Regions from separate parts of the Hordeum vulgare genome. Here region 1 is linked to region 2. The links are chromatin contacts, called in public Hi-C maps. All regions are on one chromosome and are shown on one strand. Each heading gives the region's core, a stretch centred on a gene start, on an enhancer-like site or on the middle of the called end of the contact. The rest is flanking DNA. Distances are from core to core; before and after follow the strand shown. Region 1 holds the start of LOC123426649 (ATP synthase subunit d, mitochondrial). Region 2 holds the start of LOC123426645 (serine/threonine-protein kinase D6PK-like).

Evidence for each region. Hi-C and Micro-C count contacts between places; a contact is called where the count stands out from the background.
Region 1: a contact with region 2 is called in a Hi-C map of seedling, with 7 times the contacts expected there. The contact joins the promoter of LOC123426649 here to the promoter of LOC123426645 in region 2. A contact is called at or near these places in 3 of 6 Hi-C or Micro-C datasets (leaf and seedling) and 1 of 1 datasets of contacts at active chromatin or transcription factors (embryo).

The regions. Positions count from the first base shown.
Region 1 is chr2H:458,566,718-458,569,417 of MorexV3_pseudomolecules_assembly, reverse strand. LOC123426649 (ATP synthase subunit d, mitochondrial) reads right to left here and starts at 1,376. Exons shown (of 5, transcript XM_045110514.1): 1 at 1,014-1,376; 2 at 297-378. The coding sequence starts at 1,181.
Region 2 is chr2H:457,989,680-457,992,379 of MorexV3_pseudomolecules_assembly, reverse strand. LOC123426645 (serine/threonine-protein kinase D6PK-like) reads left to right here and starts at 1,323. Exons shown (of 3, transcript XM_045110510.1): 1 at 1,323-1,693; 2 at 2,166-2,700. The coding sequence starts at 2,352.

The DNA.
Region 1 (2,700 bases), core at 127-2,626, 580 kb before region 2:
TTCCTAACACTATGATACAACATATTGCTAGGGGCGCCTGCTTAAGAAGGGAAACGAAACCTAAAACATGATGTATTAGAATGCATACATGAAGTTATATCACAACTAGAATATTGTAAAGGGAGCATCTTAAACTATAAGCACGTTACAGGTGGTATCCTAATTCTTAATCTTCGGAAGACACATCATCCACAAGTTTAGAATCCAGTATTAAATCAAAACCATCTTGTTTACAAATTTATAGCACAGTGGTTTCCTGGAAATGCAAATAGATGGAGAATACGAAATACACATACTATCATAAGCCTCCTTGTACATATCCACAACTTTTGATCCGATTCCTTTTCTGTAGTATTCCCAGTCAATTGGCTGTGGTTCCTGCAGTAGCAATACATATAGATCTCTCAGATCAGTCGATATGCCAGAAATGGCCATGCATGCTTCATAGGTAGCCATAAGACTAGCATACACAAGTTAAATTCAAAGCTAACAACAAATAGGGTTAAAGTTTACAAGCATATAACATATGCCAAAGAAGGCTACTTAGTCCATCCTACATGCCTGTATTGAGACAGAACCACACCTTTTCCAGTCAGTAATGTTGGGGTGTGCAGTGACTTGTGAATACGTTGTTCTACACGGAGTAAAATGTAAAATGTACTGCCAAAGATAAAGAGGAACAATAGGGAGAGACACAGGATATACGACGCATCCAGAAATTTCCCCAAATGTTCTTGCTCATGTCTCAACCTCCTCTCAAATCCTGCATCAGATCCCTAAATCGTTCACTAGTTTGACAACTAAACCAACTGGGCAGGTAAATCCTAAAAGCGAATCGATATTTGATTGCCCCCTATTCATGGATCTGCGAATCCCAGGCGCAACCGCGTTGACTAGCGAAAGTTAACGATTCCCCTGATCTGATCTGACCGAGGACCAAACCCTAGCTACATTGGCCAGATCGATTAGCCGAGCGCGAGACAGGGACTGGACCCCGGCGATTGGAATAATACCTGGGAGAACTTGGTCTGGAGCTGGTGGTTGACGTCCTCGAAGGTGCGGCGGAGGTTGGCGAACTCCTTCCGGGCCTCCTCGGAGACGAGCATCTTCGCCATGCCGTCCCAGTCGATCGCCTTCCCGGCCTTGGCCGCAACGTCCGCCACCTTCTTCACCCCGCTCATCTTCGGCTCTGGATCTGCTAACCTTGCTAGACCTGTGTCTGTGTAAATCTTGATTGTTTCAGGAGTTGAGATCGGTCCAGAGTTATATGTCCCTGTTATCTCCTCCCAAGTCCCAAGTTTATGCGGCGCTAGAATGACGAGCGCTTTCCCCGCTCCAGGCAATTTCAGCCGCTAGATCTTCACTCTAAACGATCTCAGCCATTTGGTGCTGTGGAGCAGGCTTTCCGTTACCCTAAAGTTGCATTTCTCCGGTGACTGTTAATGCGGCCTGCTTGGTCTTGGCCCGTGACACAGGACTCTTCATCATTTCGAGTGAAGTGTTAAACTTGTATATATAAAAAATATTCCGGATGTATACAAAAATGTATAGTGTGTATAAAAAAAAGTAGACACCCAAAAATACATATTTTTTTTAAAAGGTTAATATTGTGTTTAAAAAATGTTAAATGTGTATATGTCAAATTTTAAACAAATGTATCAGATGTATAAGAAAAATGTATAATGCGTATGAAGAAAAGTAGACATAAAAATGTACTATATTAAAGTAGGCATAAAAAATATACAATATGGATCGACTATTCGTCATCTTGGATGAGGAATAAAAATTCCTCACCTCACCTCTTCATGCATCACATAGTCACCATAAGAACCCAAATGCATGTAAGGTAATATTACGGTGTGTAGTTAAGGGCTTTTAAAATTGACCGTGAGGGCTCTTAAAATTGACCGTGAGAAACTAATGTATCATGCATGTCAGATAAGATTACGACATACATGTGTGAGGTGAGGTCAGATTATAACATCACGGGTGAGAATTTAATGCATGTGAGGTAAGATTCCAACACGACGATGAGGTAAGATTACGACATGTGTGAGGTAAAATTACCACATCCAAAAGAACCATGTCTTTTGTTAGTTTTTATTAGGATAAAGAATTACTTATTCTTCATCCTGGATGACAATAGACTTTTATATATTTACGATAAATAGACTTATATGTGTATGTGTGTGTTGAAATATTTTAAATGTATATTAGAAATATACAATGTGTGTGAAAACAATAGACATCAAAAAAATTATTCTAAAAATATATTAATCATGTACTTAGAAAATGTTAAACGTGCATTACAACGTTCTTGACGTATACGAAAAATGTATAATGTGTAGCAAAAATATAGACATGTGTTGACGAAAAAACAAAGAAAGAAACTAAAAAAAACTAAATAGAAAAAGAAAACCGGAAAACGGTGAAAAAAAGAAAGCCCAAGGAAGAAACAAAAGATAATCGAGAAGAAAGAGAAATAAACCAGAGAAAAACCAGCAAAAAAAAGAAACAACAAAAGAACAAAGAAAATTGGGCCACGCCACTAAAAAATGGAGAAGAAACCCATAGAGAAAAAACTAGACCAAAAACTATGAAAAATGGGGGAGAAGGACTAACGATGCTGCAGTATTAGGCCCTATCGCACCTTGCGTGACGCGATGGGAGCATGCATATCGTTGTAAGCGAGATATAACT
Region 2 (2,700 bases), core at 74-2,573:
TCTTTTTTGCACCCGCATCCCTATGCGCGGCGAGCTTCTAGGCGGCGGCACTGCCCGCAGGCTGCATGCAACGGAGAAATTACTAACATGTGCATATATACACTGGCCAGCCAGTCGGTATCAGCCAAGAAGCTGAAGCTGAGTCTATACTGACGACTGCGGTGGTATTGGGCAGGATTAGAGCAAGTACAATAAGGTACAGTCAGCAGGCTGTAATGATTAAAATACTATATTTTTGCTGAGTTGGATGAGAGAGAAGAGGAGAGAGAAGGAAAGCGGGCTTTTCGTGAAAAGCCAGCTCTAGCACGTGCTCCTAAATGCTTTGTGAAAATGAAAGGTGGGTCATATATGATAAAAATAGTACTCTTTTATAGCTAATTATTATACACGCTAGCTATAAGATGAGCTATAAGACTGCTTATAGCCAGCAATTGGCTATACTGTTAACCATGCTCTTACACCCCAGCCGACGGCGTCACGGCGCCGGCGCGTCTGGGCACAGGATCGGGCGATGGATACCGGAGGATGTGTCGCGATGCGCGCGTGGAGCGAGTGAATGCGAACGTAACGAACGCGGTGCGGCGCGGCAACAAGGCGCGCACGAGCCGCATGTGAGGTGCGATTGGGACACGTACAGGGGTGCGCCCCCAGCACAGTACTCCTGCCAAGCTACCGCCCCTCACTCACGAGGCCGAGCTCGCCACGGCCGCACTAAGCGCAGGCGCAGTTTTTTTTTCTTTTCTCTTCTGAAAAGGGCTTAGGCAGAATACAGTAGTTAAGTGGAAACCATGCGTCGGAGCGGCGGCAGGACATGACGCATCACTGTTGACGTGACAGACCACGGAGGTAACGGCACAATCAGCACGCCTCCCGCGAATGCAGCACGCAGATTACTACTACCACTACTCCAGTAACCCGATGCCCCCCATTCATTTTTTTTCTCCTGCGGGGTCGCTATTCTACTGTCTGGCTGATCACGATTGTTGCCGCGATTGCACCCACCCAAGTATTACCGAACAGTAAGCTTAACCGCTGCTAGAGCTACAGTCTCTATAGGTTTGAATCCGTTTAAACAAACAAATCACCACAGTTTGCTTTCTGCGTCCGGGTCGTATTCTTGTTGCCCTCTCCCGGCGCCGAGCGTGATAAAAACAAGTCGTGAAAAGGAAAAGGAAAAAAGAAAAGGCCCTCCCCCCTGGCTACACATTCGAGACGGGGACACGAAAAAGGGAAGAGGAGAGGGACGCGTGAAAGGAGGCACGCTACGCCCTGCAACAGGTAGCATTAATAAACAGCGGCCATAAATAAATGAATCCTAGCGTAGGGTGGTGCGTGTTTTTATTGGTTTGCGGTGGGGCGCGTCGCCCGCCCGCGTAGCCATAGCATGGGGCTAGAGTGAGTGAGAGAGAGAGAGAGGATAGGAAAGAGGAGGCACCGTGCGTGAGTTTGGTGAGTGTAGCAGGGAGGAGCGGCGTCCATAGGTGTGAGGGGAGAGGAGGCAGCCGCTCTCATCTCGCCTTCCTCTTTTGCATCCTCGTGAGATGTGCGCGCATTGCTGCCGCTGCTGCTCAAGCTGACTGCCGCCTCTTCCCCCGCTTCTCGTCCACATCCGCATCTCCCTGGTCCTGCTCGCCGCCGCTCCTTCAAAACCCTACATCATCTCGCCTCCGTCGTCGCCGCCGTCCTCCCGCCGGTAAGATTCTCACGCTCCAAATCCCCCGGTTCTCTTCTTTCGTGCATAAATCTGGTTTTTTTTAGACTCCGCGCGTTTGTGCCTTTGACTTAGCTCAAAGTAACTCCCATTTTGTTCTCCCATCCGCTGCTTGCGTCTTCTTGTCCCTCAAGCCGGCCGGAGGTTTACGGATCTTGCATCAGTTCGCTGCAAAAAAGAGGGGGGAGAGAGAGAGAGAGCGAAACCCCACCTCACCTACCGCATCTATGTCCCTTTTGCTTTCGTTTTTTCTATAGTTTTTTTTTTCAAATTTTTACTACGGAGTGGGGAAGGGGGTGACAATGAGTACAAGAGCACCAAGATCGGCTCAAGCTCCAGTTTTGCCTCAGATTCCTGCGCTTTTTCCTCCACTATGTTAGTAGTGCCGATAAGGTTCTTTCTTGTGCCTGGATACCCGCACCATCTGATCCAGTTTCTGCTTACTCTCTTGCAGGGCCTCGTGATGCCGCTTCTTGATCCAGTTTCTACCTACTCTCTGGTCACCAAACTGCTGGCACCAACGGTCCTAACTTGAAGCGCATCACCACCCACCCAGATGCGGTTGCTGCTTGCAAAGCTCCGTAAGTCAATACTGTGCTAGGAGGGAGGAGTTCTGGAGGCGGTGGGAGCACCGGAGAGGATGGGTTCTTCAGGGTGCACGGAGATAGTCGAGCTGGTGGATGAGACGAAAGATGTCCGTCCGGGCGGGGTCACCCACCTGAGGGTGAGGGTGAAGCCGGTGGGGCAGGAGCATGGGGCTCGGTCGTGCTCGGTCGAGGATGACCTCGACCGGCTCCTCAGATCGTTCAACGTGCGCACCTCCGCGCGGGCTTCTGGGCAGACAAGCACGGACAAGAGGCTTATTGCGCTTGGGAAAGCGCCGATGTCGAGCTCGGAGATTGTGGAGTCTGTGAGCTTGAAGCAGGCCCTCAGGAAGATGTGCATCTCCCAGGCCTCGGAGATGGCCGCCATGAAGAGGTTGTCAAAAC